Linked DNA regions of Mus musculus: all the other regions are linked to region 1. Evidence: chromatin contacts called from public ChIA-PET, HiCAR-type and HiChIP or PLAC-seq data. All regions are on one chromosome and are shown on one strand. Each heading gives the region's core, a stretch centred on a gene start, on an enhancer-like site or on the middle of the called end of the contact. The rest is flanking DNA. Distances are from core to core; before and after follow the strand shown.

The links. ChIA-PET counts read pairs in DNA pulled down with a chosen protein or histone mark. HiCAR-type assays count read pairs that join an accessible place to other places. HiChIP or PLAC-seq counts read pairs in DNA pulled down with a chosen protein or histone mark.
Region 2: an RNA polymerase II ChIA-PET map of effector CD8 T cells shows a contact between it and region 1, with 8 read pairs. The contact joins two enhancer-like sites. A contact is called at or near these places in 1 of 484 Hi-C or Micro-C datasets (memory CD8 T cells) and 2 of 115 datasets of contacts at active chromatin or transcription factors (effector CD8 T cells and microglia).
Region 3: a contact with region 1 is called in a HiCAR-type map of Th17 cells, with 4 times the contacts expected there. The contact joins two enhancer-like sites. A contact is called at or near these places in 8 of 484 Hi-C or Micro-C datasets (B cells, CD8 T cells, the G1E-ER4 cell line and 4 more), 4 of 115 datasets of contacts at active chromatin or transcription factors (Th17 cells, large pre-B cells, memory CD8 T cells and 1 more) and 1 of 9 other capture datasets (adipose tissue).
Region 4: a contact with region 1 is called in an H3K27ac HiChIP or PLAC-seq map of microglia, with 5 times the contacts expected there. The contact joins two enhancer-like sites. A contact is called at or near these places in 6 of 484 Hi-C or Micro-C datasets (CD4 T cells, CD8 T cells, memory CD8 T cells and 2 more), 7 of 115 datasets of contacts at active chromatin or transcription factors (CD8 T cells, double positive thymocytes, effector CD8 T cells and 3 more) and 1 of 9 other capture datasets (macrophages).

Annotation. Positions count from the first base shown.
Region 1 is chr10:19,500,870-19,507,541 of GRCm38.p6, reverse strand. Gm33104 (predicted gene, 33104) reads right to left here. Exons shown (of 4, transcript NR_152784.1): 3 at 1,286-1,502; 4 at 224-751. Among named protein-coding and RNA genes, the nearest start is that of Gm33104, 17 kb to the right of the region's middle. Within about 2 kb of position 1,326, at least 81 of the 459 cell types and tissues checked have an H3K27ac peak or open chromatin away from gene starts, as enhancers often do. A contact at or near this core is called in CD8 T cells, Th17 cells, effector CD8 T cells and 2 more, where this site is marked.
Region 2 is chr10:19,039,589-19,046,690 of GRCm38.p6, reverse strand. No RefSeq gene overlaps it. Among named protein-coding and RNA genes, the nearest start is that of Gm51814, 20 kb to the left of the region's middle. Within about 2 kb of position 2,615, at least 133 of the 459 cell types and tissues checked have an H3K27ac peak or open chromatin away from gene starts, as enhancers often do. A contact at or near this core is called in effector CD8 T cells, memory CD8 T cells and microglia, where this site is marked.
Region 3 is chr10:18,992,677-18,999,310 of GRCm38.p6, reverse strand. No RefSeq gene overlaps it. Among named protein-coding and RNA genes, the nearest start is that of Tnfaip3, 19 kb to the left of the region's middle. Within about 2 kb of position 2,775, at least 44 of the 459 cell types and tissues checked have an H3K27ac peak or open chromatin away from gene starts, as enhancers often do. A contact at or near this core is called in CD8 T cells and Th17 cells, where this site is marked.
Region 4 is chr10:19,062,604-19,070,158 of GRCm38.p6, reverse strand. It overlaps Gm51814 (predicted gene, 51814), which reads right to left and starts at 7,380. Exons shown (of 4, transcript NR_168594.1): 1 at 7,237-7,380; 2 at 6,949-7,127; 3 at 6,696-6,849; 4 at 800-953. Within about 2 kb of position 1,563, at least 55 of the 459 cell types and tissues checked have an H3K27ac peak or open chromatin away from gene starts, as enhancers often do. A contact at or near this core is called in CD8 T cells, memory CD8 T cells and microglia, where this site is marked.

The sequences.
Region 1 (6,672 bases), core at 77-2,576:
TGGATTTACCTTCAGAATCTAGGAGGTGAGGGCAGGGGGATCAGAAGTCCAAGGTCGTCTTTGTCCCTGTAGTACGTTTGTGGCCAGCCATAGCTACAGCAGACCCTGTCTCAAATAAACAGTGTTTCTTTAAATGTGAAAAGAGACTCCCACACTCTAAGGCCTTTAATTATATGGGATGTGTCGCCTCCTATTCCAACCAGCAGAAAAGAGCGACACTACGTACTTCTCAAAGCAGTTTATTCAGGAACCTTTCAACATCATGCATGAATCTCTCTCCAGAAATCAATCTCTCCAGGAAAAAACAACAACCCACCCCCAATCGCAATCCCTTATATATCCTCTCAACCACACCCCATCAGCCCAGTCCACGTAACAACAGTTCATTGACCAGAATCATCACTCGTCATATGGTCCGATCTTGCATCATGGTGCACCTGCGCAGTTCTCGCGATGGTCGTGGCTTATTTTCAGGTGTATGAGGAAGTCAGGTGCAAGTCATAAGACTTGGCTGCAGTCCCGGGTGCCATCTTGAGACTGCTGCCACACCCACTCCTCACAGGGATGTATGGTTTGGAAGGAAAATGTTGAAGATGTACAGAAGAAGGTGATTAGAAAGGGGGACAAGTTCTTCCAAGGGTTGGAGTTCAGAGGTCAGGAGAAGGATCAAACTGCTCAGCATCAAAGGGAGAAGAGATCCACAGAGAGATTCCAGAGTTTCTAACAGCTAAAGGACCTGGTGTGTTTCTTCCTGGAGAGGAGAACAGGACCAGAAATAAATGGGACTTTGGAGTTAGCAGAAAGCCTGAAGCACCCTTGCTTCCCAGCCAGGACACCCTGCAATTACATAACAGCTTAGGGCAGGGCTCCCAGAAGCCAGGTCTCAAATGTTATTCAGGCTAAAGCTGGTTTGGGCAGGCACAGAGGAAAGGGGAAGGAAAGCTGAGATTTGGCAAGCTTATGGGCTCTCCTCTCTCTGTTCCTCTTCCTCTTCCCTCCTTCCTCCTCTCTCCCTCCCTCCCTCTCTCCCTCTTTCCCTTTCTCCTTCTCTCTGATTTCTACTGTCTCCAAATAAGTAGAACCTGTAAGTGTCACATCATGCTGACTCCACAAGACATCTAGAGCCTTTCTATTCCTTTCCAGGAAGAAATCATGACTATTTTCAACAGAGTTTTGGAAATCCTACAATGAGAATGCTATATCAAGATTTTTCTCCTCATCAGCTAGTGAGAGCATCAATTACACCTTGATGTTGGTTTGTTTGTGTTCTGTTCTGACTTCTTACCATTCAGCACCAGTGTCAACTGGAAGCGGTTTTACTAAGAATTGGGCTGGGTCAGTGTGAAACCACAAGGACGTCTGTTGGTTATGAATGATGTAAGGGACTGAGGGTGCTGACAGATGTCAATGTGAGGCATGGTGACAAGCCTGGACGCTTGTTAAGTGACACACAATAGCAGGCCGGCGAGGAGCAGATAGTCCCACATTAGGGAGCAAGTTGCCTGGGAGTTGGAAAGAGAAAAACAGGTTTCATTTTAACTTTTGAAGTTTGCCGGAGGTTTCAATTCATTATAAGATACTTTCCAACTTCACTGATGTTCTGTCATGTACTTAAGTAAGAAATATATGAGCCTCTCTACAGGGCCCAGACTGTGGGTATCTTTCCTATCTATCTATCTATCTGTCGATCTATCTATCTATCTATCTATCTATCTATCTATCTATCTATCTATCTATCTATCTATCATCTATCTATCATCTATCTATCTATATATCTATCTATCATCTATCTATCTATCATCTATCTATCTATCTATCTATCTATCTATCTATCTATCTATCAATCATCTGTTTATCATCTGATCAGTTCATTGATTTATATTAGATAATTTTTGTTGTTGTTGCCATGATGAAATACCATGACCAAAAAGCAAGTTACAGAAGGGAGAGTTTGCTCCCGTCTCTGGGCCCTGGAGATGCTGTTTAATTTTCATTCTCTCATATGGTTTAGATTTCATCTTGCTTGGTTAATAAGGCTTCAATAAGAGGACCAAAGATAGCTTCTTCCTTGACAGATCTGCTATTTGGGTAGAAGAGAGAACTCCTGGGGAAGGTGATCCTTGCATTTGTAGCTCCTCTAACACTTAGTAGGTTGAAGTCAAAAACATATTTTAGGGTGTCATCTGTCTGAGTGTCCTTGCTTAAAACCAATAAATTGCATACTTTAAAAGAGAGAGGAGAGGGACAAGGAATGAGATAGAAAGCACCATGAATATCCAAAGAACTACTTTTTGGAAGTACGGGGGATTCTTATTAAAAGTGTTTCTGGTGTTAAAAAATCTTCTCATTCTTCAAATCTTTGGGTAGCTGTGATCTACACACACACACACACACACACACACACACACACACACACACACCGAGAGAGAGAGAGAGAGAGAGAGAGAGAGAGAGAGAGAGAGAATGAATGTAAAATAGAGTATCTGGATTCTATCTGAGCTAGACCAGCACTTGAACTGGTGTTCAGCAGACACTCTGTAAAAGTTCTAAGTGAATTAAAAAAACTCAGAGGACTGTTTCAGTTTTGCTCCATCATGGTGACCCCTGTGGTTTCTTTCCTTGTGAATCTTTGAAATTTACTTTTCCTCCTCTGGAGGACTTTTAAAAACAATTACGATTGAAGGCAAGCCCAGACAGTGACCGAGTTCCACTTTGTGTCTGACTCTGCCTTGCCTCTCTGAGGTGCTGCTTTCCTGATGAGTTGGGAGTCATTTCTAGGAATGGAGAGCTGGGCACTAGGTCACCCTAAGGTGAAACTGTTCTTCGTTGCATGGCAGCCAACATGCTAACGATTTCCCCTGAGCTAGTTGAACCTCGAAGAACCAGACCTGAGATAGCAATCAACCCAGTGGCCAGACCAAGGCTCTGCTCTATCGGCTCCTCAACCCCCTCTTTGTCTTTGTTCTTTGTGTAAAACCTCAAAGTCCTTGTCAGCTCCTTGAAGACAGATAGTAAGTTATGCAGTCACCCTCCTCTTGCTGATACAGCCCTGTAGAATTAAGCTCCTTCCTGCCTTCCTACTGCTTTCTTTGGCCATTAGAACATACAGCTGAACCTACCCTCATTGAGACCCCAGGATCTGGGGCTTTTACTGCACATGTTTATAAAGAAGGCTTGTCTAGATGGAACTCTGAGAACGGAACTGAAAATGTCTATGTGGTGCCTCTCATGCACATGAACTCTGTGGACGTTGGTTAGGGCAGTGTTAAGACAGCCAGGCTACTCAGGACCCAGATGAGCTGATTTAAATAAAAAAATTCAGCTGCTGAAAGAGCAATGGGTGGAAATGTCTAGATGACGTTTACATTTGTTCCCAGGGAATACTGGAGCTCATCAGTGAGTCAAAAGGAAAGACACCAGTCCTTAGGGATCTTTCATGTTGGGGGCTTTCTCCTGCCCAATGACTGCCAGAAACTACAAAAGGAGGAAATGCAATGAGGGTGGGGAGGAGCTGTTGTTGAAGAGTAGGGCAGGGCTGTGAGCTCAGACTGAATCTCAGGGGAAGAGGGGCTCAGGAGAGCTGGGGGTGCCTCAGTTAGCTGTCTACCTAGACCGTGAAGTTCCTTTCTTTTTCCTTCCCTCTCTCCCTCTTCTCTCTCTCTCTCTTTCTCTCTCCCTCTCTCTTCCTTCCTTCCTTCCTTCCTTCCTTCCTCTCTCTCTCTCTCTTTCTCTCTCCCTCTCTCTTTCTTCCTTCCTTCCTTCCTTCCTTCCTCTCTCTCTCTTTCTCTCTCTCTCCTTTCTTCCTTCCTTCCTTCCTCTCTCTCTCTCTTTCTTCCTCTCTCTCTCTCTCTCTCTCTCTCTCTCTCTCTCTCTCTCTCTCTCTCTCTCTCTTTCTTTCTTCCCAATCATAACCATTTATGGCAAAGAAAATTCTGTTTATAGTAGAATGCCTGATAACTCTATATGGAATCAAAAGTCCTGGGTTAAAGTTTTTTACTATTTCTGAAACTTCAAAGTCATATCAGTTTCTGAACCTAAAACTAGATTTACCTGTTGCTGACTTTAATGTAATAACTAGGTCTTCTTTGGACACTGAGATTGTTTTGTCCTAGATCTGAAGTCCTGGTTACATCTGAAGCAGTAACTCACCTGTGAGGTTCTGACATCCTCTGGTCAGTGTATTCATTTCTTTTCTCTTTTGCTTTTTTAGTTGATGGGGACAGTTGGCATAGTCTGACTTTTGTTAGAGATTTGTCTCTGGGTGGCTCTTGAACCAGTTTGAACCAGTTTGAGGGCTTGAGGTGGGGCTTGTATCTGGCTCATTTTCACATCTTCACGTAAAACAGCGCCTTGGATTGAGTAAACCCTGATGTATGTTTGGTGGGTTGCGTTCATCTGCCCTCTGGTGCATTACACCAACTGTTCTGGCTGCTGCACATCCTCGCTTCCTGGGAAGCTCAGCTAATAGCAATGAAAAGCCCACAGATTGCAGAGAGAAGATGAGACAAAACACACAGATTGGCTGAGTCTTGGAATGGAAATATTACAGATGGAATTGACATTGGCCAAACTCCAAATAACATAAAAATGTGGTAAAATTGATTAATTTTACCCAGAAAATAAACAAAGTTAATTTACCTTCCCATTAGTTATATACCTATTGCTTTTGTCTCTTGCAAGGGTAGAGGCTGGTGGCTCCTCTGGTCATAAGTTAGAGCCATTTGATAAAGGAGGCCGAGGTGGGGCTTGCATGAGACTATGTGCAGCGTCACCCCATTTGGAAGAGTTGGCTTGGAAGAGAAAGTGCTCTTTTTAAACTCATGTAAATACATATTTTATATAGTGTATAGTACACATTTTGGTGTGAGCAGAGAGAATGCTGGCAAAAAAATGTGTCTTATTACCAGATTATGTCACACATAATAGTTCTTACTTACTGATAAGGGGGTCTGAAGAAAGGCTCTAGGCCACAAAGGCAGAATAGGCTCTGCACGTTTAATCCATCATTACTTTTTTTAGCATGGGGATTCATTCATCAATAAGTAGCTCTTTGAGTAGCTAGGAGTGCCCTTGAGAGATATTCCTGGAGGTTGAGCTTGAGGAATGTAACTTGCACTGGGAGAACATCTCTTTGAGAGATTGGTCCCTAGGGCCATATGGCATTACACACATTCAAGTTGAAACAATGTATCCATCAGGTTTTTAAGAAGCATTGTGCATTCCCCAGTGTTTACAAAATATAATTTTCTATGTGGGAATGGATAAAAATTCAAAGCTAGGTCATTGAAATTAAAAGCCACTTTGGTGTAAAGTGAGGAGTCAAATATGGATAAACATTAGTTTGTATCTTCAAGTTGGTAATGGCTCTATAGAAGATGGGCACGTTCACACGAGTGTGGGATTTGTGTGGGCCAATTTCCAACATTTATGAACTTCTTACTGTTTTTCTTTCAGTCACAAACCAGCGTCCCCCACAGCAGATATGATGAGGTTTCTGTCTTTAAGGAGCTTCTAAGTGTCTGTGAAAAGAAGTTTGATGCCATAAAACAGATAACACAAAGCATTGGAGCTCTATTGTATAAAATGAAGTATTATGTCATCTCAGACTCAAAGAAAAGATTAGGGCTGGGTGGCATAATAAGGCGTACTCTGAGAACACCTCCAGTGCTGTTGATTATGTTGTGTGAGTTGCTTTCTGCTTCCACATGTTTCTTCCTTAGGTCACTGTCTTAGTTAGGATTTCATTGCTGTGAAGAGATACCGTGACCAAGGCAACTCTTATAAAGAACAAGAGGTAATTGGGGCTGGCTTACACTTTCAGTCATTCAGTCCATTATCACCATGGCAGGAAGCATGGTAGCATGCAAGCAGACATGGTGCTGGAGGAGCTGAGAATTCTATATCTTGATCCGAAGGCTGCAAGGAGGTGACTAACTCTCTTCTGAAGGCAGCCAAGAATACACACACACACACACACACACACACACACACACACACTAGAGCTTGAGCACTAGGAGATCTCAAAGCCTGACTACACAGTGACACACTTCCACCAACAAAGCTATACCTTTTCCAACAAGGCCATACCTCCTAGTAGTATCACTTCCCATTAGCCAATCATATTCGGACTACCACAGTTCCCAAGAAACTTTGTGTATCGCCACAATTTTACAAAAATATTTATTTCAATTGAGTGTTGGATAAAGAGGGAATAGAAACTAAAGAGCTGCAACGATTATATATAAGTAGTGTGTGTGTGTGTGTGTGTGTGTGTGTGTCTGTCTGTCTGTCTGTCTGTCTGTCTGTCCTGGGTCATGAGAAAGAAGCCATCTGAGGTTAAGTCAAGTATAGATAAAATGATGCAATTAAGACTCTTGGTAAACCAGAGCTGTAAGACTGATGCCAGCTTTCCATGGCATAGTGTTTGGCAGTAAATTGTTCTTTTTAAAAATAGGAGGGATATTCTAAAATAATGATAAGAGGTAAATACATAAACCTGTCACGTGGTTAGTCATTAATACTATATAATAACTGACTAGGACACACTTTTTTATGACTGGTAGTGCATTGTGCACTTTGATGCCTAACAGTGTCATTAGATTACAGACAATTCTTTATTCCATTATAATATTATGGGAACACTAGGATATACATGATTAATAAGTAGTCAAA
Region 2 (7,102 bases), core at 1,366-3,865, 460 kb after region 1:
GGCTCTGGAAGCCAATCCATTCAGACCTATCACTCACAGACACTCCCTAACATAAGCTAATTTGATGGCTTATGCTTTTGCTAACAAATTCAGTTCTTGATGTTACACTGGACATGTAGGCTCCTTTTAAAAAGTACCTCAGCTAATGTGAAGGCAGGAATGTTGGAAAAAATTCTCTTTGGAATCAAAAATAAAATAGAAAAAAAAGTCCAAGAAAGCTATTCAGAACCAACTTGAAGAATAGGCACATAAACAAAGTACATCACAACTAAACTACTCAATGTAGTGAAGGGGAATTCCTGGTGTATTTGTAACTTTAAATATTAGAAAGTTTCAAGGGTTAGAGCTCAAAACTCTAAAGCATGACCAGAGGATGTTCTGCCGGGCACTCTGTACTTTTAGGATTTCTTCCTCCTCTTTTGCCCTTTTAGCACAGGCTGACCTGATCTGACAAAGAATGTGTGTGACTCAGACCACAGACCGACTAGTTGTGGTTTGAAGGGTGTCACTTCAGAATTCTAATCTCCTTTGTCATGGACCATCCCTGGGGATTCCAAAGTATTACTAGCCATAAAGGAACTCCCCATCTCAATGAACCACAGCTCCCAATAAGAAATGAGCAACTTATGATAGTGAAAATGGGACATTCTAGAGGAATTAACAAAGAGTAAAGCCAAATCAAATCTGTTAAATGCATTACTGACCATATTAGGAAAAGACACACAGGTGACAGACAAAAGGCTTTACAAGAAACGAACTGCATAATGTTTTTTTGGAAAACCTACTTAACAAAGTGCTTGTTATCACTTTTTCCTAATAGGACATGGTGGAAGAGAGTACATTTTTTTTCAACTACAACAAGGATGGATTATTCTAGTGTGGGGTTCAAAATTAACCAGAGGCATGTCTTAGTTAGAGTCAAGTTTCATAAACATTTACACACACTTATTGTGTGCCACCTTGTGCTAAGAAATATTAATGATCTGTCAAAGCAAGGTCTTTTCCTTCAGATATCCTACTATTCAGCAGACAAGTCCATACTATAGTCACAGGAATTTTAAGTACTGCATGGGGTATCATGTCCCTCTTAATACTCTGTTCTATCTTCAGCATGTATGAGATGGTCAGGGATGAGTGACGTCTTCATCTCATCCAAATATTTCTTCAGTATCAGCTGTTATGTGTGGTTGCATATTTATTTTTTAACAACCTATTTCAGGTAGAGGCACAAATCCATATGCTGATCATGCAACAAATAGAGTGCCTGGCACCTAGATAATACAATGTACTTACCTTCAACCCATATGTTTAAACCTTAAGAGGCAACAGAACGGTCAGGACCAGGAAGGAGTCTCTCTGAAAATGCCAAGAGTACTGCTCAGAGCAACAGAGGCCTAAGGTTAGAGTTGATACAAGCAACACTTCCCCAGGTGCTGCTTATCATGCTGAGTGCACAAAGTGAAAATAGTACCAGGCTTCACGCAAGTTGTATTTTTAGAAAGAAAATCACATAGAAAATGCTCGAACTTTTCAGATTCAAAATTCCCAAGTGGAAGGACTAGGGACTTTCTGAAGGGAATTGAACAGCTCGGCTTTATGATCCGACTTTATTTGATCAGCATGTAAAAAGCAAACAAACTCACCTGGTGATATAGTTAGGTAATATACCGAAATCACCTCTGTATGTTCGTAAATTCATGAGTGACATCAAGTAGTGACCTGCAGCACCTGTGGCTTCTGCTGCCTTTACCTCCACTTGCAGGGCAGGACTCCCCGGACTCCTCATAAAACACTGAACTGAGCGAATTCTGGACAAAGAGGGGGCAGGAATTTGAAAGGAGGAAAGAAAAGAGGGGGGGGGAGGGGAAGGAAGTAGAGGAAAAGAGGGATCCTGAGAGAGAAGGATTGGTGAAAAAAGAGAGAGTAAACTCTGTGGGCATCAGTATGGGGAAGCTGGGATTGTAAGTAGAGGGATTTGTGAAACTTTTAGGACTAAATTTGATATCAGGAGTTAAAATGAACCCATTTAGTATTTCCTAAACTTGCCTACTTATAAGAATAAAAATCTGCCTTGTCAGATGGTTTGCTCTGTTAAATGTTTGTTATACCAGCATGAGGACCTCAGTTGTAATCTGAAAACTGGTTGGTAGAGACAGGAGGTCTCTTGCTGCCTGACCTGTCTATCCAGTTGGTAAGCTCTGAGTTCAGTAAAAGACCTTATCGAGAGAGAGAGAGAGAGAGAGAGAGAGAGAGAGAGAGAGAGAGAGAGAGAGAGAGAGAGAGAGAGAGAGAGAGAGAGAGAGAGAGAGAGAGAGACAGAGCGAGAGAGACAGAGACAGAGACAGAGAGAGAGCGCATGCATTACAAGAGTTAGTTCAATTTTCTGATTTGAAAGAATTCTAACAATCTCTACTGTTCACAAACAGGCCTTGCTAATTTGTATCATCAAGGAGGCTGACCTAATTGATTCACTGTGTTCCAGTGTGTACTACTCAGCTTGTCTGATTGATGTCGTTCTCTCACAGTGATTTTCTCTTTAAGTCCTGTAGGGAGTGGCTCTTGGTGGTAAAATCCTGTTTCCCAATTGGTTCTTGATCTATCAATAAAGATGCCAGGGGCCAATTGCTGGGCAGAAGGAAAGAGGCGGGACTTCCATGTCCCCTGCAGTAGAAGCTAAAGATATGCAATGAGAGGAAGAGAGATTTTGCCATGCTTCAGAGGGAGAAAAGGCCATCAGCCATGTGAGATCTAGGGTGAAGTGGCCATTAGCTACTTCCCCAACTGGGCCTGGGGTAGGAACTAAAGCTGAGGGCAGATTTAGGGTGCTAAGAGTATTGGAAAAGGCAATCTAGCCATGGGAGATTAGAAGCACCCAGCAACTGAGCCAATAAGGCAGGTTGAAAAATAAGCGTGTGTGTGTGTGTGTGTGTGTTTCATCCGAGGATCCAAGAGAACCTGGGTGGGGCTGATAACACAGTCCACCCAGAGCTTAAAGCAGGGTAGCAAAAATTACATGCTACAAAGCCCTGTCCTGCACTTCTCTACATTTTCCCTCTTGGAGTCTCATTTACATAACATTATACATGTATGGTGGCAAAACCACTGAATTTTGTAGTCTGAATGCCTGCCAGAACACTAGTCCATGCCACCCTAGGTAGTCAAAATGCTTAAGCTTCTGTGAAAAGCTATGTCCATTGTCAGAACTGTTAGAACTTTGGAAAGAGAAAGTGATTTTATCAAGAAAACCTAAAAAGCAAAACCAAACAAAATCTTGAGTCACGGAATATGCCTGATGTCTGGAGTCAGAGAATATACCCAAGGAAATAAAAAATCTCACGTTCGCAGTCCTACAGACTCAGAAGATATATGCCTGCCTTGAAAGAGGTTGTTTTCCACGTGGAAGTTTTCATGTATTATGGGTGACATTCCTGTATGTTGGTGCCTGGCTGCATTAGTCAGATCTCACTCTAGTGACACCCCTGAGGCAATTAACTCACAAAGAGAAAAGTTGTCCTGGCTCACAGCTTTTGTGGCTTTGGCCACATTTAGTTCTCACTATTGCTTTGGGACTGTGGAAGTATCAAGTGGTGGCTGGAGTGTACAACCGAGCAAAACCACTCCCTTCACCATCCAGAAAGGAAAGGCAGAGAAAGGGGAGCACGGTCTATATCCTCAGTGATCTTATGGCTTCCTACTACGCGTCACATCACAGAGGCTCAGTGATCAATGGTGCTGCTCAGGGACTAAGCAGCTAACACTGGGTCTGTGGAAAAACACTGATGATCCTAACTAAAGCCCTGCGTGTGTAAATTCACTACTCCAGGTTACTACTTTCTTACTACGTGAAGAAATTTACACATTGTTTTATTTGTATGCTTTCCATAACTAGCCAAGTGCTTTGCCTGTACCACTGTGCTGTTGTTGAACTAGTAGTACGCATGGACTTATAAAAGACAGAACCTTAATCCTTACCTTTAAGGAAATTATAGTTAAGTGGAGTAATAGACATGTGACTAAATATATATCATGCTAAAATGTACATATGTTTAAAGATTCTCTAAGAACGTTGAGAAGCATATGATGAGTAGACAGAAAAGTTGTTTGTAGAGAGATGACATGTGTATGCATGTGTGTGTGTGTGTGTATGTATGTGTGTGTACACCTGTGTGTGTGTGTGTGTATTGCATGTGTGTGTCTGTGTGTATGTGTGTGTGCGCATGCACCTTTGTGCATGTGTGTGCACGTGTTTGCACATGTATGTGTGTATGTGTATATGTGTGTGTGCATGTGTGTGTGTTGCTTCAATCACACCCAGGGCCACTCACATGTTAGAAAAGCACTGTACCACCAAGCCACGTCTACAACACTGGCTATGTTTAGTTGGATAAATATAATGACACTAAGGAGTATATTTCTTATCACTTTATGTACTTGTTTTCTTCAGTCTCATCCATTCTCAGGCTATAAAAACAAATGTGTGCATATAAGGAAGTTAAAATATTAATGTGTATCACTGACTGTCTAAAAATTATTAACTTTTGACTATTTGAAGCCTGAAGTACAGTTTCTTATAAAAGTAAAATGATGAAATACTATTAGATTTCTTTTTTTTTTTTAAGAATAGCTCAGTTAGTACACAACACTGCTGCTATACTATAGTTACATAATAATAGAGCAACTGAACTAGAAATGTGTTGCATGTCGTTTTGCTCTACAACTTTTTGTCCCGGGATTGGCCACCCTCTGGAGCCCCCACCCGGCTTCCTTTTTGTTCCACTCCTCTTTGCTCTGAGAAGTGATCATGCTACCAATCCTCTTCCAGCTCCCCTGAATCTGAGGAACACACACACACACACACACACACACACACGCGGTTTGTTACTTTATAACTTGCCTTCTAGGCACAATTGCTGGATGCTACTATCTCCTGCCTGAAAAGGCGTGCTCTTACCAGTTTATTATCTCTGTCTCTCCACTTGCCCTAAACATCAGTGGCTAGTCCTACCTAGCCCCTGCCAAACGTCTGGGCCACCCACCTGTAACAGAGGCCACAGGCACCAGAGCTCCACCACCACTACCACCACAACCAAGACCTCACATGGTTGTTGTGTTCTTCCTCCAAATTATGGCAGAAAGCTCCTCTCTCCTTCCTCCTGGGACATGGAAGTCCTGCCTGTGCCTTCCACCCAGAAATTGCCCCGCCCCTGCCCCCAGCCTTCTTTATTGATAAATCAAGAACCAACTGGGGAATCAAACTTTAACATCAAAACTGTCCCCTTCAGAAATGTATTGGTTTTCTAATAAATTTCTAGAATTAAAAAAAAAAAATCACAACAAAATGACTCGACAAGAATCTTGTTCCCATTGATTTATCTATATATCACTTTATATCCTAATTTTAGCTACCATTCTCCTCTCCTCCCAGTTCCACCCTTACAAATGCCTTTCCCCATTACCCTTCCCCATTCTCCTTAGAGAAGGGGAAGCCTCTCCTGGGCACAATTCAGCAGGACTAAGTGTATCCTCTCCCACTGAGAGGAGCTAGGGGAAGGGGATCCCATAGCAAGCAACAGAGGCAGGGACAGGCCCTGCTCCAATTGTTATAGGACCCACATAAAGACCAAGCTGTACATCTGCTTCAAATATGTAGGAGACCTAGGTCCAGCCCCTGTGTGTTCTTTGGATGGTGGTTTTGTCTCTGAAAGCCCCCATGGATCCAGGTTAGTTGGCTCTGTAGGTCTTCTTGTGGTGTCTTTGATCCCTCAATCCTTTTCCACAAGACTCCTGATGATCAAGCTCTGCCAGATGTTTGGCTTCTGGTCTCTGCATCTGCTTCCATCTGCTGCTAGATGAAGCCTCTCAGGAGACAGTTGACAAGAATCTTAAAATGTATTTTAAATGTGCATCCTTAATATACAAATATCCTAATAGCCATGGCTGTGTAAGGGATGGGTGTCAGCCAGATAGTAACTACTGTAATAAAATAGATGGCCATTCTTGCTCCATTTGATAAGATTGCAGCTAGGGAGTGTGAGCAGCCCAAGATCAGATGCAGGGGAAGAAAGTAGCAAACACAGCTCATTTTTTGGAGATGGATGCCTTCTCTATCATAGTAGAAAGTTGAGTACAAGCGGGCTGACTCGGGGAACATGGCATCCTAATGAAGTAGAATTGTACATAAGAGAGTAGAAAGAGAAAGAGCAGCGATCATCATCACAGTCCACACAGCTGCTGGTTTTTCTACTTGCCACAGATTTGACACCAACAGCAGAAAGAGTGGCAGAGCCAAGCATTTTCCATTTTCTAGATCCTGGACTCTGGACCCTGGACCCTGGAAGCTACTGATGTTGGAAAATTGAAAGACAGTGGCACACTGGGTAGACAGATCTCTGTAGTGACTGCTCTGGGAAAGCACGCACTGACACAGCACACAATGACAAACAGATCTACAGAAACTTGAGCTGCATTGTGGAGTAGTTGTAAATTCAGGGTAGGCTACAATACCAATGTAGGCTGCATATAAAGATAGGAACTTTGGCCTCAGTTTTCTGAGTTACAAACTTTATTGAAGATTAAAGCTTTAAGGAAATGATTTTAAAATTAATTCCATATATCTAGTCCTACATCAATTTATACCTGTAATCTCAACATTCAGGAAGCTGAAGCAAGAAATTGCAAGTCTAAGTCCAGCCTGGATCACAGCAAGATCCTGTTATTCATGAATGTATGTATGTATGTATGTATGTATGCATGTATATCATATATGCATATTGTCATTTTGTGCAACACAATGCAATTAGAAAACTGAATGGTATAGAATCTAGGCTCTAGATAGAGAGATGAATATATGTAACAATAAGCCATTTGGCTATAACAGAGTAAATGGAGAATCAAGGTGTGAACTTAGGCTGAGAGTACATTATACTTGTACACAAGGTGTCAGTAGGAGAAGTCAATAACTTGGTTTAGTTGTCACTAAAGGGAATTTTCAAAATGAGACTCATAAGAGTATGAAATAATTGTATTTGTTAATATTGTGTGTGTGTGTGTGTGTGTGTGTGTGTGTGTGTTTGTCCATGTGAAATGGTACATTGTAGAGACT
Region 3 (6,634 bases), core at 1,526-4,025, 510 kb after region 1:
CAAGAGCATAATTCTGCAGTGTCTTCCTTTAGCTCAGTACTGACAGCATCTAAAGACAGCGTCAGATTACTGATGTGCAGAGCCCAGCCCCCGCACCACATGCCAATCTCAAGCCCCAGGTGGTTTTTACCCATTTTTATAACTGACCAGCAGAAATAATGGCCCATAGACTCTCCTCAGATTTGACTAAATTTATTCAGTGGTCATAGATATCAGGGAAGCATATTTGTTCTTTTATTGTAAAGAATATTGCAGTGGGTGCAGATGAATGGCCACATCTAGTTCAGTACCTAGTAGAGGGCTTTCAGGCACTTCTGTGCATCTAGCTTTAGGGAAGCATTTTGAACCCCGTCCTCTGGATTTTTATGGAAATTTCACTGCATATGCATGATGAAAGCAAGGACAATCATGAAGACCTATGATAGAGCAACAAGAATCTGACCTAATATTAACAGATGTTGTGGAAAGTTCCTCTGTATTCATTACAGTCTTTACTTCAGATCAGCATTCCTCGCTTGCAGGCATGGAGCAGGACATCATTTAAGAGGGGAATATGATGCTTCACACTGATTTTCAACTTGATAGGATCTAGAATTATTTAGGAGGCAAATATCTCATCATGTCTGTGAGGGAGGGATTTCTAGGTTGGGTTAAGTAAAAGGTGGGTGGAGCATCTGTGGACTAGGGTCCTGAACTGAATAAAAAGGAGAAAATGAGAAGCTAAGCACCAGCATTCATCTCCTTTGCTTTCTAACTGCAGATTGTGACCAGTTGCCTCATGCTCCCACCACCGTGACTTCCCTGCCATGTAGACTGTAGTCCCCCAGACTGTAAGCCAAAATAAACTCTTCAGTCCTTAAGTTGCTGGTTGGTAGATATTTGGTCACAGTAATGTTGTGTGTAATTTTAAAGACATCTCTCCCACCTTTGCCTGTGACTGCTGCTCGTGCTCTGGCCCTTCCCAGCTAAGCTCCGAGATCAGCTGCCTGCTGCCTGCCCCACTTATGGCTTCTCTTTTGTTCCTCCAGGCTTAGCATCACTAAACCACCATCATCGGCCTGACCCAATGGTCAGTTACTGGGCACAGAATCTCATGCCCTAAACTTATGAGCTAGCCTGTATCACCCAGCCTCCGCTGACCTCCTTGGCTGTCCTCCGGTGGCAAAGGCCGCTGGCAAAGGCCGCTGGTTCTAGCTTCCCCTAGATCTTACATGATAGCTGTGTGCTTCTTGTTCCAAAGTCCCTTCTCTTTCCCTGCATCTCCTTTTCCTCCTGGGACCTAGAAGTTATACCTGTCCCTTTCACCTATTTGGCTCCAGTCTCCTTTATTGACCAAATCAAGAACCAATTCAATATGAGCACCTTCCCTACACAGTAATGAGAAAAGTACCTATTAGCAAACAAGGTAAGTCAGATAATTTCTTTATGGACAGCTCCAAGACACAAAGTTGGGGTAAGATTGTAGTATATTTTTTGATTTGCCTTGAAGACATTTTTTTCATTTCTTTAGCCTACTTAGGGAGGAACCATGGAGTGTGGCCTCTGCTCCCACCCTCTCCAAATGTATCATCCATGGGAAACTGAGCCAGGACCACTGCCTGAGTTCCTAAAGTAATCCTGACCATTGCCCAGATTTTAGAACCATGACTTTGAGAAAATTATCCTAAAAATACTTTTAGCTTATGAGAACTTATAAAAATTCAATGAACTCCCATGTAGCAACATTTTGTTAAACTAGTTTCTTATGCTTCAAACTATTGGATGGACTGCTTGAAGGCAGACTCCAGTTATATGACTTCACAACCACAGGCATTTTGGTGTCCATCTCAGATTCATAAAAATGTGCTCCTATATAACCACCTTTCCATCTCTAGCTTAATCACTTTACAGTTCCTTGTGATACAATCCGTAGGAGGTCTGGGTATAATGGGTTGGGTTTTGTTTGGGTTTTTTGTTTGTTTGTTTGTTTGTTTGTTTGTTTTTGAGAAATGTATTCTAAGAACTGTGTCACTGATTGGTCTCATCATTGTGTGACTGTCAGAGTGTTCACACAGAAACAAAAGTGGCTGTCACATTAACATGTGATATAATTTTATGGTACCACCATCCTGGGTCATTAATCAAGATATTCCATTATGAGATGTATTGCTAGATTTTAATTTTCAAATTATCCACTACACAAAACAAAGCCTTAGTACTTCTGATTATTTTTCCTAATGCTTTTTTATTCTCTAATATTCCGTTTTACTTTTACATACTATCAATTTGTTAGAACTAGCGAGATGCTTGAGGTTTGAGTTGGCTCTGACTTTGTTTTGTGTTATGTTTTTGAGACAGGGTCTTGCTTATGTAGCACTAGGAAATTGGTATAACAAAGTTGGCCTTGAACTCATGGCTGTTTTCCTGACCCTGTCTTCCAAGTGCTATGATTATAGTATGTGCCACCAGGCCTAGCCTGTGACAGTTATTCTACAGAATACCCCTCGTTCTGGATCTGGACACTTGATTTCTTGTGGCACAGTTAATTTGAGCCTTCTCTTCTATACTTGCTATTTGTGGCTCAGTGATGGTAGTTGGTATCCTGTTGCAACCCATCCTATCTGTGCAGTGTGACTATTTACCCAGGAGATCATAAACTCTCAAAGGACTCTCTCCTCCATTCTTTCTCCTATTTCTCACCCAGCATGATAAATTACAATTCTTCAGTCAGCATGATGAACACTAACATCTGACCATAACTCACAAGGATTTCTAAAGTAGGAAGTGACATACTTAACCTCTGACTCAGAGGATGGCATCCAGACAGGGGCACAGAGAGGGTTTAGAAGGGCACCAAGGACTTGGTTAGAGGAGGGCTTCCATCTGAAGTGGGTGAACCTCTGGGGATTGTTTGGGTCACCATTTCATGTTATAGGTAAATTTATTTTTATTTTAAAGTGGGGACCCCTGACCTTATCAAAGCTGTAAAGAAAATATTTCCCCAAAAGGCGTCAGCCCCAAAACTTGGGTAGAAAGAGGTATTGTTTCTTTAGTTCCCAGAAGTTCACTCCTACTGCGGCTGAATGCCATCTTTACACGACACAGGGTAACATGCTGCCCAAATGGGGCTCACAATATTCAATGTCTGACTTTTTCCATGCTTGAGGGGGTACGACCCTCTCCTAGTCACTTCTATATTTCCCTCTACTCCCACATTCAACACTTGTGGAACGGATCTCAAACCCTTCCCTGCCCTCTGTCCTGGACTTTAGCCTGAGCTTGAGTGTTTTTCTGTCTTCTTACTTTCTTTTTCCTCTTTGTCAGCCCTCCCTTACTTATTATAACTTTACCTGCTCATAGTTTCCTTAAGCTAAGACTACTAAATGCTGGCCTCACGCATAGGCCTAAAGCTCAGGGGTATACACACTAAGTGGTGTAAGAAGAAAAATGAGACATCTTTACATTTACATTTTGATCTTAAACGCGTGAGATAAATTATATTGGGTTTGTGATTGATATGCAAGCTGGCAGTGCTACTCTCTGTTCCTCAGCATCAACAGTGGGTCACTGTCATGTGAGCAGTCACTGTCATGTGAGTAACTGTGAGTGGCTCTACTCAGGCAAGCCACTCTGTTCCTTCACGCGGGTACAGAGTTTCACCTAAAAGCCCCGTTGTTGTACACGTGCTTAAAGTTGGAAACCAGATTTGTTTTTCCTGGTCTTGAGGGTTGGGCCTCCCATATGTTAGGCCAATGTTTTACTACCTGGAAACCAGTTTTTTTCTTTTTTCAGTTTCCTTAAATATTAACCAAGCAGAGGCTGAGGAGACGGCTTGACAGTTGAGAGTCCTTGCAAACTCAGTTTTAGTTCCCAGCACCCATATTGGTGACTCTTGACTGCCTGAAGTTCAGCTCCAGGGCCCTATTCTGGCCTCCAGTGACACTTGAAAACACACACACACACACACACACACTGAACTAAACCTTTAAAAAAATATTACCCAAACAAATTGTTTCCAGCTTTGAACCCCTCTGATGGAGAAAATCAAGGTTCCTTTACATTTTCTAGACTAGTTGACGTCATAGAAGACAGGAACTCCAAACATCCCAGGAAGAGCCTGATGTTTTCTAACAGAAACCTTTGTCTTCCTGGACCTGTTACCTGCAGTTACTCAGCCTTGAGCAACTTGTCTCACGCCTCTGCACTTCTGATTTCTTGTCTAATAAATATTTTAGAGAACATATTAGGGAGGCAGAAAAAAGGTTCCGTGGGTGAAGGCACTTCTCTCACAAACCTGGTGACCTGAGGTAGATCCTCTGTAACCACCTAAAGGAAAAAGGAGAGAACTGATTGTACTGTGTGTCCTCTGACCTCCATACAACTGTAAGTACACACACACACACATACACACAACACACTTTTTATGATTAATTTTACTATCGACTTGCTACAAATTAGAATCACCTCAGTGAGAATCTTCAACTGAAGAATTATCCTGATTGGTTGCCTTAATTGATGTTGGATGCTCCCCCCTCCCCACTCCCACTTGGGTGGCACCTGGGAGCAATCCCGGTAAAAGGGTGTGGCAGAAGGAAGATGTCTGGCCTTTGGCCCCCTTGGCCTTCCATCTTAATTTACTCTGTTGCTGATGCTGTTCATGCCCTCACTGATACCAGAACCAGTATCTCCAGACTTCCAGCCTAGACTAAGGACCAAGGGCCTTCCAGGAACTTTCCAGATTTTCAATCAATTATCATCAAATGTAAAAGTATTTAAAACTTGGTATGTCATGGGATTCATTCTAACAAATGCTAAAGCTTTCCCAAACTACTAACTTTAACTCACGAGTTTAGTTAATAATAAGAAGAGAATAGCTTTAATATATAAATCTCTCAGGTGTGCCCTGCCACTGTATACAACAAACTTTACTTGCTTCCATGAGAACTAGTGAGTCCAAACCCTGGGTGCATGTTAGATTCACTGGATTGTGAAAGGAAAATATCTGAAGTCTACAAGTGCCATCCCAAGCCAAGGATGAGAATGCCCATGTTGGCACTGTGCAAAGTCCTCTGAACTTGGCATGGTGGCATACACATCCGTAACTGCATTACACAAGAGACTGAGGTAGGAAGTTATGAGTTCCAGGCAAGTCTGTGTGTGTATGAGGCAGGGGGTTCTCTAGAGAACCGAATCAATGGTATGAACATATATGATGTGTGTGTATGTGTCTGTGTGTGTCTGTGTGACTGTGAGGCTTTGTGTGTGTTTATGTGTGTATGTGTGTGTGTGAGACTATGTGTTTGTGCATGTGTATATACAACTTATCCTGTCAGTAAAGGGAAACCCACTCACACGCCACTGGTGTTTATGTGGAGATCAGTGGGCAACCTTGTATTTTTATCTTTTTCCATCATGTGAATTCTGGTGATTACACTCTAGCCATCGGGCTTGGTGGCAATGGTCTTCACTTGATAAGCCATCTCACCAACACTGTTAGTTTTTTATACTAAGAAGTACAATTGGCTACTGTCAGCCTATGCAGGAATCAGGAAGGAGCACGTGTGTGTCTTAAGAAAGTGCAGCAACCACAAGCAGAGTTTCTTGATGCTAAGACACTTGAGAGAGGGTAGAATTTAGGTAATGGAGTTTTTGCCCAGCACAGCAGAGTCCAGGGTTCAACCCTCACCACCATATGAACTGGGTCTGGCGGTGCTTGCCTGTAATCCCAACACTTTGGGGATGAAGGCCAGTGATGAGAAATTCAAGATCACCAGGAGCTCAAGGACAGCCTGGGGTAGCTAAAATATTGTCTCAAAAGCAAAGAAGTAAATAATCCTCAAAACAAAGCAAAGGATTTTTTGTTCTGAGATAACAAAGAAATTAAAATAAAACTCTTTCATTGTCCACCCCACCGACTGCTGCTTCAAAACAGCTCTCATTTTAAATATTTTCCACTGATTCATTGAAATTTTGCTCAGGTTTGAGGGAGACGGATCTCACTAGAGGGCTTGCCCCTCAAAAACCTTCAGGTCTTGGATGTTCCACACCTCCTCGTTCCAACCAGTCAATGGCGGTGAAACTAATTAGCATGTAGTTGAATATTAGTTTCACAAATATATACAACATTGCTCTGTAAACTCCAGTTTTATAATTTTTTCCAGGGGAGTGAGTCAGAACACAAGAAATACTAACACTTCACATTTCTCATGACCGTCTTTTGAATATAAACTTCAATCAGTTTGAACTTTAGATTTTCTTACACATAAGCACAGAGCACTCAAATATAACCTGGCTAGCTGGAGGTGAGGTGAGCCTTCCTTGAAGATCTGAAGATGTCAGTAAGCTTAATATTTTCAAAGTCAGTACTCTGAAGTGACAAGAAGTCTTCATTGGATAGTTACTAGTTGTTTATGGTGTTTTCTGTCTCATGATTGCAGTTTGATGTTTATGTAGTCAATATGGAGAAGTGTTTCAATCAGGAGGCTGATGTTATCTGAGTCTAAGACATCCAGCTTTCCCATAACCAAAACAGGCCGGGAGGTAAAACTGCTGCTGGTAGACACTAATACCTAATAATAGTATTTAACAAATAGATATTTAAAATGGTTGGTCATTTTTACAATGGCAACAATAAAAACTAAAATGCCAGGACATG
Region 4 (7,555 bases), core at 314-2,813, 440 kb after region 1:
CACTAGCTCCTTTTGAATTCCAGATCACATACGTCTAATGAGTCACTTTGTGCTGTATGGATGCATTACGTACTTTTTCTGATAAAACTTCACTTTCTACTTCTTTCTTTTACTGAAAATAGATTTTTTTTCTCACATAATAGCTCATGGTTATGATTTCCCCTTACTCTCCTCCTCCAAGCTCTTCCCCACCTCCCCTCCCACTGAACCCACTCCCTTTCTGTCCCTCCTTAGAAAAGAATGGGCTTTTAGAAGATAATAATAATAAAATATAATACATCACTATATTAACAGCAAAATTTATAGTAACAAAATAAGATGCATTATTACTCCTTTATTGTAATATGTTTGAATTGGGCAATATTACAAGTTGATGTTGGAGAAAGAAGTGTGGCAATCAGGACTTTCGCTCAGACCCTTCAACCTCAAAAGGAAAGGATGTGCACAGCATCGTAGTTTCCCTGATGCTATTCTCAGTGTCTTATTTTGAAGGAAAAAAACATTTTTTTTCCAACAGAGTCTCACTCTGGCTGGCCATGAAATTTCAGTGATAGGCCTACCTCAGTCTTCCAATGCTGAGATTTCAGAAATGACCACCACACCCAGTTCTGTAGTGAAGAAATTTTGATGTGTGTTTATAGTGTTTTTATCTATACTGTTTGAATAAAACATTTCTACTTTTATATTCCTTACCCAAGACTTTGTGGCATACACAGCCTCTTCAAGTTCTCATTTCATAAAAGTTAAGATATTTTGGGAACAGAGGGTGAGGCTCCATAAATATCATTAAATTAAATAGAAAAGTTCAAACATTTTATTAAGGCGAAGTTACAGCAATTGTCTTGTATGAACTTTTCTAAGATAGTCTGCTGACTTTCACTTAGGAAGGCTCCACATCTTAATCATTTCTGAATTTCTGATAGAATTCGGTGGTGTCTTTAGGGCTGAATCAGCTATTCATAGAAAGAAAGAAATATCAACACCATCAGCTGAATTTAAAAGAAAATGCACATGAAACTTTCAATTAAATCAGAACCAACTAACCTAGGCAAAATGAAATAAACCAGTAACTTCAACACTGAGGCAGGAGGATTGTTGCAAGTTTAACTTTGGGGTACATATTATCAGACCAATCAGAAATATCTAGCAAGACTTTCCCAAAACAACAAGGTGAGAGCAATTTCTTATACATTGGGTATAACTCCAGAGAACTAGCTCCCAGAACTAGACTACGAACAAGGTAAATACTAGACTTCAACCTTCACTCAAAGGGAGAAACCCACCACGCTGTTCACCTACAAACTTCCGCAGCACCCTGAATTTTCCTGGTAGGATCTCCAGCTAAGGATTGGGCAGGTTGAGCCATCTTTCTTCTCTGACTCAAACAGCTGATAACACAAACTGATTCAAAGGTTACGGGTGGGGTTAATGTACCCCCCCCATTCATTACAGAGAATTCCTGTGTCTCCATAGCAACTTACACTTTCAGATCAAACACCTGTGCTCACTGACCCTGTTCAGTCCAACTTTCACTTTCACTCTTTTTTTTATGATGTGAAATCAGTCCATCCCGAACCTCTCGCTTCTGAGTACTGGGATTGCAGTGGTATTACTGGCATGACCCACTACCCCTCTTGATAGTTACAGGAAGTGTGTGATCGTTTTCAGTTGCACTTTCCTTTTCATTTTCAGACATTCTCTTTCTGACTCACTACTAAATAGAGAGCTCATTTCAATAATCTAAAATAAAAATTAGCCTCAAGAAGCCACCGTGCAGAAGAGATGAGAATCTTAGAATTGGGATCTGTGAATGCTAAAAGGAGATTTAACAATCATGTCTTTTTAACTCAACTCCAAAGAGTTAGGAAATATTCACACCAACCCTTAGGAGTGGAAGTGCAATCAGAACCAAGTGTTTGAAAATTTCAAGGCATATAGTTTGGTCCAGCAATTACAAATGGTAGGACTTAGTTTTCAGATATACTTTGAAACATATAGATGGATATACATGTAAGAGCACCCAACAACCAAGAGGCTTCTATCAGCAAAAAGATACTGTGTTAAAGTACAATATGCCTCTGACAGGAAAAGGAGGAAAGATAATCCTTGACTCAGAGAATAATGTTCACAATATAGTCCTTTAAAATAATTCCAAAGTGTGTGAGAAAGACCAAGAACATGTACACGTGTGTTTACATAGAAAGAGTGACTGGAAGCCAACGGGCTCATTTTAATAGTAGTTGCCTCTAAGCACAAGATTGAGGAGCAGTGGGAACAGGTCTTTTACAATTTATTTTTATACTCCTGTTGCTACCCACTCAGTTCTGCAGAGGGAATGATACTTGCTGGTGTTCTGGCTATTTAGTGTATAACCTAGGAAACAGTATCACCTCCTACCTCTTATGTAGGCTGTCCCTGACATTGTGCTACAAATCCAATGAGGATTCGATTGGGGTTGTTTCTAGGTTAGTAAGAGCAATACAGGGCTGAGGAAGGGCAGGGGAGGCACCCCATTCCACAGCTTAAGGACACTGGGCTTGTTTCTGGGACTTGAAATAAGCCTCCAGAGACACAGAAGTATCAATGTCTGGTGTGTTCTGTACAGAGAAAGAACTAAGAAGTGAATGGCTGCTTAGTTTTTTAACTCCCCAGAAAATCACCCCAACAGAACAAGCAGAGTGACACCAGTTTCTTTGAGGTCAGCATACTGTTGGTTTCCTGAATCTTTTTAAGAGATGACTTCTCTGATCCTTAGGAGATCTCATATTTGCCCAATGAGCATAACCCATATTTGTGCCTAACTGCTTGAAATAAAGATAGAATGGAAGAGATTCTTGTTGCTTATCACCATCAACCTTCCTCTTGGTTCTCGACGAGTGAAGTAAACATGTATTTTCTATGTTTCTCTTTCCTGTTCAGGGCTCCATGTGATTGTATCTCAGTTATCGTAAGCCATCAGTACATTACGTACCTCATGCTATCGTGGCTGTAATGGAGTTAGTCTCAAGCTATTTGTTTGGAATGTAAGATAAAGTCCCTATGTCCCTTCTACCATATTGACTAACAAGATAAAGAGTAAGAGGCAGCTAGGAACTGCAAAGGAAGTATGACTTAGGAGTAAGTCAACACCAAAAAAAACCACAAAGTTTAGAGCTGAAGAACCAGGTCCTTGATGGTATCAGTTCACCAAAGGACTCAGCTCCCCAAAACCATGCACTTCATGTGGCCATCAGATGACTAAACTGAGTTCAGTAATACTGACCAAGTACCTACTTAGGGGACAGATATTGGACTACATTAGTAAATTCAGTGGACAAGAAACCCTGCTTTCATAGAGAAGGAAACAGGACAAAGGTGATAATCATGAAGAACTTGGCAGAAGCATCTTGAAAGATGATGACTATTTTGGGAAGGAGAGGAACAGCAAAGAAAAGCTAGGGAGATGGAGATGGGGGAGGAGGGAGGAGCTAGAGAAAGCCCTCCTTTATTTCGGCTAGGATGAGTCAGAGGTGTCTCGGCTACTTATCTATTAAGGCTTAGATGTGAAACATTTGCAATATTTGTAGCCTACTTCCTAACACATATTCAGGGGCAGAAATTTTAACGGAGTTTTTAAAGTCAACAAAATGAATATTAATTAGACTTATGTACAATTTAGGTGGGAGAGAGTTTTTGAGTTTCAAGTGAAGGTTGAACTGAATTATTCTAAAACATATATCCAGCCTTAGATCTTACTTATGAATTCCTGCACTTTTGAGCCAAGGCAGGAAGATGACTAGATTTGAGGCCATCCTGGGACACAAATGTACACACACACACACACACACACACACACACTCATATGTACATACATACATACGTATAACCCTAAGTAAATGAATATCACTGATCCTCATTTTTGGGGAAGGTTGTGGAAATAGTCTTAAAACAGCCCCATTTAAGGCCAGGTGTGGTTCTGCACACATGTAACCAGGTGTGGCTCTGCACACATGTAACCCCAGGGTTAAGGAGGCAAGAGAATAAGAAGTTCAAGGTTATAGCAATTTTAAGACCAGCCTGGGTTCACATAGCATTATCTCAAAAGCCCAAATACCACAGGCATGATGGTGCATGTACACTTTTAATCCCAGCACTTAGCAGGCAGGGGCAAGTTTATCTCTGCACTTTAAACCAAATTGGTCTATATGGCCAGTTCTAGACTAGCCAGTGTTATAGCTTGAGACCCTATCTCAAAACCAAAACAAGACTAGAAACAAAATATAACAAAAACCAAACAAATCAACAAACAAACACCTCACAACACAAAGCTTCTATTTAAATGCAGTAACACTTAGAGAGTATGACTTAGTAAAGTAAGAAAACTTTTGTATTCTCATTGTTTGTACCTTAAAATATAAAAAACAATCACTTATTATTTTGTTCCCAAAATTGATTTATGGAAAATATGACCAAGGAAAATTGACAACATCTAAGGAATGTTAAGTTCTGTGATCCCAAGTTTTCCAGGGACCAACTTGCAAGACTTATGAAAATGCATAACTGACTCAAAAGCCAGAAAACCAGAAAGAAAAGAGAGGATCAACCAGCAAATACCTCCTCCTAGCCACCTTGCTGAGTGTGTGGCTAGTGGCTGCCTATAAGGGAACAGTCTGTTGACTCTTAGTTAAAACTGGCATTCCCCCAGCTTTGTATAACTGTATCATGTTGTGAAAAAGAAAAAAAAATCACCATAGAAACTCAGGTCTCTGACAAACCAGGAAAGATTAGAGATAGTCTATCTTTTGCCACAGAACTTATTTTTCAGTGGTTGGGTGTGCACACGTTTTTATAAAGAGTCCAGTATCAGATGAATGAGTTATGCCTTGATAAGGCCAGGACAACTCATCTCTATTCAAGACTGAGCCGGTCTGCTGAGTTGCCATGCCAGTTCACTGTGTTTCTACCACATTCATATCTTAGGTTTTCCCAAGATGCCACAGCATCATCTCTCAGTAAGGCTTAATTGTTAAATCGGAGACCTTGGAGTAGGAGTGGGCAAAATGGGCAGGAGAACCAAGTACCCTCTCTTCTCATGCCTCTACCTAAGAAAGGCCATTGAATAGTGGTCTCAGGGAAAGGAGGTGAGAAGGGTGCGTCAAGCTGGCCTCACTTTTAATCCTTAACCTCCCATGCAGGCATGAGCCATCAAGCCCAGCTAAAGAGCGACATTTATTTCCCCTTTTGGTCTTTGGTGCTGTTTCCTTTTTCTAAACTTGAAAACAGCCGTATATCTCAGTTGTCACTTTTAACCAGATATCAGTTGAGCTTGTTGCTGCTCTTTTATCTGTAAGGGTCTTGCTATATATCTCTTGTTGTCCTGCAACTCTTTATGTAGACCAGACTAGCCTTGAACTTAACATTGATGCTCTATCTCAGCCTCCTACATGCTGGCACTACAGGTATGAGCCACCAAGTCCCACTGCATAGTGATTTTTAATATAAAAAGACAGACATCTCAAATAACTGAGAAAGAAAAGACTATTCCACAAATTATATTGAGACAATCTTTGGCAAAAGATAATCTTTGCCTACTGTCAATATCAAATTCAATTCTCAGTGGCTGAGACCTACAGTACAGCTGTAGATAAATGTACTCACAGAAGAATATATATATATGTGTGTGTGTGTGTGTGTGTGTGTGTGTGTGTGTATATATATATATATATGTTGAAGTAGGTAATGGACATGCAAGGCACTTCCTTTTTCCTCTTTCCTTTCTTTTTCTTTTTTTTTTCTTGTAAAAGAAGCATTGCTGAAATAAGTTTATTTTATGCATGACTAATTACTCCCATTTTGGAATTAAAAAATATTTTCTCATACATACATACATACACACACACACACACACACACACACACACACGTGTGTGTGTGTATGTGTATGAGAAATCTTAAGGGAGATGACCATGGGCTTGACCCCCCCAAAAAAATAGCAAAATACTGAACATGAAAGAGACCCGATAATTAAAATACAAATATCTAAGTGGGGAGGTCGGTAAAATAAAGCATAATATTCTAACTTTTAAAAATATAATCAGCTTATACAAATTTATTAAAAGTCAGGTGTGATATTTCTTGGCAAGACTGGATGTCCAAAAGAGAGAAGAAAAGAAGAAAGAAAATTTAAAAACTAGATCTGATAAAAAGTACTAAACAACACACAAGAGAGGAGCTATAAATAGGGTGGGGGTGGTAACTGTCTCTCTCAGGACTTAAAAGGCAAGGCTGGCTGAGCAGGAAGGATTTTTTTTTTCCCAAGTTGACCCTCTCAGTACCTTTTTCTAACAGTGTTGATAGGTACAGAAGGGTGTAGGCAACCTCATGCTTAACTGGTCAGTGAGAGTACAAATCTTTCTGGAAAGCAATGTGCTCTTATTCAAGGGGAATCCAAGATGTTTACAGTGTTTGACCTAGTAATTCTACTTCCAAGAACTAAATGTCCGAAAATATTTTTTTAATTCCAAAATGGGAACAATTAGTCATGCATAAAACAAACTTATTTCAGCAATGCTTCTTTTACAAGGAAAAAAAAAAAAGAAAAAGAAAGGAAAGAGGAAAAAGGAAGTGCCTTGCATGTCCATTACCTACTTCAACATTTTCTGAGATTCTCTTATGTGTCCCACATCAGGGCTAAAGAGAAGCGGACTTGCTCCTTACCCTTGTGGAACATGCAGAACACAGGAGAGAAGCACCGAACCATCACCAATGTTCTGAGTTTTGCTATAGGACCACACTGCTGAGGACACACATTAATCAAGAAGAACATGTGCAGGCAAGCAGACGCAGCTCAGGCAAAGCAGAATGGAAGACCCTTTTAGGAAGAAGAAACAATATTTGAAGGCTAGAGTTTATAACCGGCCTATATATGAAGGGTCTGGTGCTTCCTATTAGCAATGCAGAGAATCCCTACTGGGTCCAATAGTGGAGTTTCTTTTCCGGGAGACCAAAGGGAGCTTCAGGAGTGATGACCATCTGGGAGAGGGGGCTTCTCACAGAGGAGATGCATCCTCTGTACTGCAAATATAGGCGCTGGGCTTAGATGCCCTCTACCCGGTTAAGCTCCTGTGAAGGTTTCTTCCTCTCCTCTCTCTGAACAAACAGAGAAAAGAGCAAGCTGCTTTACAACCTGCACGTCTCACGTAGTCACCACTGATTTTTTTTTCAGGCCTTAGGAATGGGGGCATTCATTTCTGCTTACTTTCTGTTTTCGAGTCTTGAGTCCTATGGAAATGTAGACAAATTAATTAAGATTATCAAATGTATCAACCACCTAACGGCCAGAGTCTGCCTCACTTACAGATAAAAGAGCAACAGCAAGCTGGACTGATAGCTGGTTAAAAGTGACAACTGAGACATACTGGTGGCTGTCTGCGAGTTTAGAAACAGGAAACAGCACTTGCTACAGTTGCCAAAGGGCATGTGACCTCAGAAAGGGTTATGCAGAAAGTCAAGATCAGAATCGGAACAAGGGAGTTTGTGGTGACAAGCACTGCGGAGTATGTGTTTATGTGAAAGCA